2 separate regions of the Mus musculus genome follow, and region 2 is linked to region 1. Evidence: chromatin contacts called from public Hi-C data. All regions are on one chromosome and are shown on one strand. Each heading gives the region's core, a stretch centred on a gene start, on an enhancer-like site or on the middle of the called end of the contact. The rest is flanking DNA. Distances are from core to core; before and after follow the strand shown.

Region 1 (3,057 bases), core at 142-2,641:
ATAGTTTGTTCACCTGGTGAAATCTCCAGGGAGTGCCTGCTTCCTGATTCCAAGGAACAGGATCCACCACTAAATGTATATACAATTGGTCGCCTTCAGGCCAAGAGGCAACCTTGGGGCCCAAGCTAAGCCACCCAAGCTAAGCTAATAGAATCGAGGCTTAAAGGGCTGAAAAGCAGCTGATGTGCCTTAGAAGCACAAAGAAGTTTCTGTCTCTTTCCCCATGCCCTTTTCCCTCACCCTCCATACTTTCCACTTGGGACCCACAAGCTGTCTTTCCCCACATGACCTTAAAAGACTCCTCCCAAGGGTCTGGAGAGATGGATCAGTGCTCAAGAGTGCATACTGCTCTTGCAGAGGACCTGTAGCCCCAGCTCCAGCTCAGAGGACCTTCCCTACTCTCATGCACATAACCATGCCTACTGACCTCCACACATGCACACATTATTTAAACACCTTTTAAAGAGCTTAGCTTGAGGCAGAGATATCTAGGACAACTGAACATGTCTAGGCCCTTGGAGAGAGACCCAAGCTGGCTGTGGGCTCCCACAGGGCCATATCTAGATACACTGCTTGTTAGACAGGGTCGAGGCTGTCCCTGTGCTGTTCAATGAGCATTCATGATGATCACAAATGGGATGAATTAATGAATGAACAAAAATCAAATATACACACGCTGGAGAGTCACGCTGGGCCAGGGAGGGCCTAGAGGCTGCAGGAACATTCCTAGGAACTCATGGAAAAGCATCACCAGCAGGGACAAGCCCAAATGCTGATGGCAACAGCCAAATTCTTGGCTCTTTGAGAACAAGCCTCTGCATACGTCTCATTTAAAATTCAAAACTGCCTAGGACATAAGCACTGTCATTATCCTAATTCCCAGATAAGAAACTTCACCTCTTGCCATTAAAGTCGTTGACTCCAAATCCTGAGGTGGAGGTGGACGTCATACAAAGGTTAGGAGGAAGTTTGGCTGGAAGTAGGTCTACTTCTAGACAGAAGGCAAAGGAAGGGCGGGCTATGGAAATAACCACCAGGTGGCGCTGCTGCTACAAGAATGCAATGCCAAGATCCTGAGGGAGGTCGGCAGGCTAAGGAACACAGCTCCTCCAGGCTGGGCGGCAGATCTGACTTGCAGCCGGGCAATGGTAGCCCTCTAGACACCAGACAGATTCTGGGGTCTCACCCTAAACAAACCAATTAAGGCTTGTGCAGAGAGCTGTATTCCAACCGCTGCTCTCTTGACACTTGACTGTTTACTGTGGAATGCGCTGAATTATTTATGTTCTTCCCTCCTTCGGTCAAGGAGACAGAAAAAACGGGATCTGCTGTTTGGAGGCCAGTCTCCATGCCTGCCAACAGGAAGGCTCTGCAGGCTGGGCGCCACCACGTGGTGTCTGTGAGCACACACCCAATCCCAGGGCCACGGACAGGGAGCTGGAGGTGTGGGGTACAGGGTGCACTACTGTTCTTGGACACTTTCAGTCCCTTTCTGGGCTCCTCTGACCCAAAGTGTTTGGGTCCAACCTGAGTACCCAGCTTAGGGCTCAGGAACTTTGACCTGTGACTGTTTGGGCAGGACATCCAGTTTGCAATAGTTATTGTTAACACCCATCTGAGAATCTATAATCCCCTGGGAGATTTGAGCGTGCCTGTAAGGGATTGTATTGATTCTGTTAACTGAGGTGAGAAGACACACCCACCATGGTGGCGCCATTTGCTGACTGGAAGCCTGGGGAGGACAGAACTGAACAGAGCTAAGGATAGGTTGTTCTTTGGTTTGACGGATAATGTGACATGACCAGCTACCTCAAGCTCTTGCCACTGTGGCTTTTCCCTCCATAATGGACTGTAACCTGGAGCTATAAACGGATATAAACCCTTCCCTTAAGAAAGCAAGACACAGTCCATACCCACAAGTCTTTTTCCTTGTCTACTCTGGCAGTGACCATGTGGCCCACTCTAGTGCCAGTGGTTCAGGCTGCAAGGAGACCTGGCTTCAGCTGGTACCAAACCCATCCCAGAATGCCCTGGCCCTGGGAGACCTCAGGCTAGCCCACCAGGCAGGAATTAAGAAAGCACACACAGGGCTGAGATTCAGGCTGTGTAGAGCTCTCTTCTCAGCTTCAGTATTGCTGACCTTTGGGGCCAGTTAACTGTGTGTGTGTGTGTGTGTGTGTGTGTGTGTGTGTGTGTGTGTGTGTCCTGAGCATCTCCCAAATTATAACAGTGAAAGTGTCTCTAAACATCAACCCGAGTCCGTGAGTGTGGGCATAAAGTTGTAGAACCATCGGTTGGGAGCATTGGACATAGGGGGAATGGCACAGGGGAGCCAGGCTCAGCTCACCCAAGATCTGTGCTCTCTAGCCTGACAGAATGACAGCAACTGGCTCATCCTCTAGGGACAAAGTGGCTGTCATGTATGACTTTTGGTAGATCACTCACCCCGTGGAGCCACGTTTTCACTGTCATATGGAGATGGTGACAGTGACTATGGGTGCCCCCTTATCATCAGGGGATGCCTGTCAGTCCCATGACAGGATGCCTGAGACAGTGAGCTGAGCAAGGCTCTGAGGACACTATGACGCGTCCTCCCAGGCAACATCACCAAGACGGAGTGATTAAAACATACACGGCTTTGACGGTTATGTGACTGTACTCTCCTCCTTGGGGAGAAATACCGCTGGACCACAGGGCCTGGAATCCCCGAAGGAGGTATAAATAAAGTCATCTGACTCCCAGCGAAGGGAGCCTGAAAGCCAGGTGGGGGTGGGGGTGGGGGCTTCAGACAGTGAAGAGTCAGCAGTCCGTCTGATCTCCGTGACTGCAGTCATTCCTGTCAAGCACTGGGGTCCCTCAGACTTCCTCTTGCTCAGAAAACAAGATTCTGCCATGTTAAGTAAGTCATCCAAGGTCCCACACGTACCCCTGGGCTGGCATGAATGCCAGGACCAGGGCCCACCATCTCTGATGGCTTCAAAACAAGTTCTGCTCTATCTAGCCTGACTGCCTGCAGCCTCGGGGACTCCCCAAGGCTGGTGTCTTCTGTTCCCATCT
Region 2 (3,057 bases), core at 235-2,734, 160 kb before region 1:
TTAAATCCTAGTTAGTAAGTTTCTGTTTGTCCCTAGTTAAGTCCTTGTTAAATAATGTTTCTATTTGTAATTAAGAGTAACTTTGTGTTTCTTAGATCTGATGTGAACTGCTTGCAATTCCATTCAATATGTATCCTTGCCTCTGTTCCTCCCTTTTTCATTGTATCCTTTTAACTCTGGCCCCTGTGAACACCTTATCCTGTAAGAGATAAGGCTCAGCAATGGCCTGGGTGACGGGGGAGGGGTGGTGGTACCCTCCCCCACCCTGTCCCTTACCATCTGAGGTAGCACCTGGAGGGCATGAGAGTAGGAGAGCCGGTCCTGCCCTGTCACTGACTGCAGCACTCTGGAGAGCAGGCCCTACAGCTCATCTGGGCAACTCAGTGAAGATGCCCTGATGACAAAGGTGCTGGTGAGCTGACCCAAAGGCATGGGAGTAGGAGAGGTGATTCTGCCTTCTGCTGACTGTGGCATTGGGTGGCCTTGCTGAACAGTACTGGAGAGTTTACCCTGGTGATTCAGATAAGGGGCAGCCATTGAGCTCATCAACTCAGCTGCCACCCAGGCCCAGATCCAGGGCTCTGGTTGTCCCTTCCTAAAATCTGTATCATGTGTGAATTGTTGGGGCACATGAAAGGGCCAGTCCTGCCGATCCAAAGCTGTTACAGGATCTTTAACACACAGGGTGACAACAGGATAATTGGGAGGAGTCTCAGTGAGGGTCCAATATTGATGGTGTCATAGAAGCCAGAGATCTTGAACCAGATCAATGACTCATTACAACAAACATTTGCAAATGAAGATATGTGGACAGAGGGATGTACTGTATTGTGTGTCACACTGGCATACTATGGCTTCCACAATCATATTTTCTATGCTTTGGAGTGTGTGTGTGTGTGTGTGTGTGTGTGTGTGTGTGTGTTGTACATTGTACTCAGACCAGAGGTTAATATCAGGCGTCTTCATCTATCATTTTCCATTCATTCATTCATTCATTCATGTATTCATTTATTCATTCATTTTTATTTTAAATCCCAGAGTGCCAGGTTTCAGCTAGCCTTTCTTTTGCATTTTCCTGTAACACCCTCTGAGTCTAAATCAATATATAATTATTTCCACAGCTCACTGTCTACACTTTATCCTACTAAAAACCACTGCTTACCAAGTGAGGTCCCTTTTGTTCTTTGATTTATTTCAAAAGGCTTACAACATGATGTTAATACGTAACTGCCAGTCTGTTTCTGGCCGCTGTGGGCTGGCCTTACCCCATCCACACAAATGGAATTAAAATGCATACCACATCTAAGACTTCACAGAGCTAGTGACCCGGGGCCTTTTGGGAGTTTGGGGAGGGGGGGCTCTCCACCGCAGCTGCGCACCAAAGCGGTCAACTTTATATCCCAGAATCCTTGAGTCCCGAGGTAAACTACATTTCCCAGAGGCCTCTGCATCAGCTATCCTCATTATTCCCCCCTCCAGCCCCGCCCCCTGTGAGATCTATCAGGCCGCCGGGTGTCTGTGGCTCGATTCTCTGCCCTGATCTAGCTCCCCAGTCTGAGTCTCCAAGCGTGGCAGCTGCGAGCCTTCATGAGGCGTGGCGGGAGCAGGGGGGAGGTGAGCGGCCAGGCTGGAGGACACGGAGGCCTGTGGCGACTTCAGCGTGGGCCGCCATGAGTCACTGGTCCCCTTTCTGGAGTTTTCTCTGGGGATGTGGAAATTGATCCCTTGACAGCAGCAGAGCAGTTGGGTGGGCTGCACGTGGAGTGGGCCCGTGGTCAGATCTAAACGGGTGAAAAACGTTTGTGTTCCCACTGTGGCTGCACTCTGGCCTCAGTGCACTCTGATCTGAAGGGGGTTGGCACTGCCAACTGAGCTGGGGTGAACAGCATAGGGTGATGCCTGACTCGCGGAGGCATAGTGAGTCTCCTCGGTGACATGGAGTCCAGTGTCGCCTGAGTCTTGTTTCTGAAAATCTAGAGACCAGAAGAGTGGTGACCTGTCAATTCTCTGCCGCCCGCCCCCAGCTCCCGCTTTCCGTTCTGGAAGCAGAAGCGCCAGGCTCAGCTGGTGGAACGCATTCGGAGATGCGGCTTCTGAGGGGTGCGAAGCAATCTTTCTTTCTTCTTCCCTCAGATCGCATTTTTGGACACTGTACCCATCTTTGAGAAAAGCCCAGAAAGTGAGCATGGCTCCAGAGCAAAGGGAAGGGAAGTCTCAGGTGAGCGCATTGCCGTCTCAGTTCATGGCAGGAGTATTTTATATGGTTTTGGTTTTCCTTCCAGACTGAGGCTCTCCGCCCAGTAGACCCTTCACCAGGACTTGGTGCTCTTGGAGGAGCTGGTTGTCTAGGAAGCACACTGCACGCTCGCTCACAGTATATTGCGTTGCTGTTAGCTGATCCCGGTCTGTTGTGCTTACTACATTGACAGCGACATGCAGATGTCCGTTATCACTAGGGACACAGCTGGCGGAAGTCCTTTCTGGTCTGCTTCCCTCATGTTTATTTTTCTCAGCCCTCACCTGGATTGCCCATCTATTTCTTTTTGCCCTTAAGAATGCTTGCGGCGCTCCTCCATCCCGTGGTTCCCCTCCTATACTCTGTAGATCCTAGGTTTGGATTGTACCATTCTTGTGAAAACAACTACTCTTGACCTGCCATTTGGAGGAGCGGGAATATAGAGCTGCCCCCATCGAGGTGAGCTGCTGCGTGGACAGGGGAAAGCCATACTGCAGGGGACACAGTGTCAGGAGCCTCACTCTGAGAGCAAGGAGACGACTTATCAAGAAGCCATGAAGAGGGTTTCCTGGGATATTTGACAGAAAATTAGAAAGCACAGTGGGAGGCTCAAGACCGTTGATTTTTACCCTACCCCCTCTGTTACCATCTGTGGGCCTTAAATCAGTAAGTCTAACTTCTGTGTCTCAGTTCCCTTACCAATAAAATAAAAATAACAGCATCCCCTTGTAGGATTCTTGTTCTGGAGTGAGGACCGAAGCAGGAGATGGTGTGTGGGTCTTACCAGACCAGCTACACAGCTTTTTTTTTTTTTTTTTTTT

What was found. A called contact is a pair of places that touch in the nucleus more often than the background predicts.
Region 2: a contact with region 1 is called in a Hi-C map of forebrain, with 3 times the contacts expected there. The contact joins the promoter of Zfp354b here to the enhancer-like site in region 1. A contact is called at or near these places in 2 of 39 promoter capture datasets (pre-B cells and stem cell-derived epiblast-like cells), 2 of 15 datasets of contacts at CTCF or cohesin (embryonic stem cells and pro-B cells), 21 of 484 Hi-C or Micro-C datasets (B cells, the HL-1 cell line, the N1E-115 cell line and 3 more), 2 of 115 datasets of contacts at active chromatin or transcription factors (both in embryonic stem cells) and 1 of 9 other capture datasets (liver).

The regions. Positions count from the first base shown.
Region 1 is chr11:50,767,670-50,770,726 of GRCm38.p6, reverse strand. The region is part of intron 5 of Adamts2 (a disintegrin-like and metallopeptidase (reprolysin type) with thrombospondin type 1 motif, 2); the gene reads right to left. Among named protein-coding and RNA genes, the nearest start is that of Zfp354c, 59 kb to the left of the region's middle. Within about 2 kb of position 1,391, at least 67 of the 459 cell types and tissues checked have an H3K27ac peak or open chromatin away from gene starts, as enhancers often do. A contact at or near this core is called in forebrain, where this site is marked.
Region 2 is chr11:50,930,062-50,933,118 of GRCm38.p6, reverse strand. It overlaps Zfp354b (zinc finger protein 354B), which reads left to right and starts at 1,484. Exons shown (of 5, transcript NM_013744.3): 1 at 1,484-1,614; 2 at 2,134-2,218. The coding sequence starts at 2,186.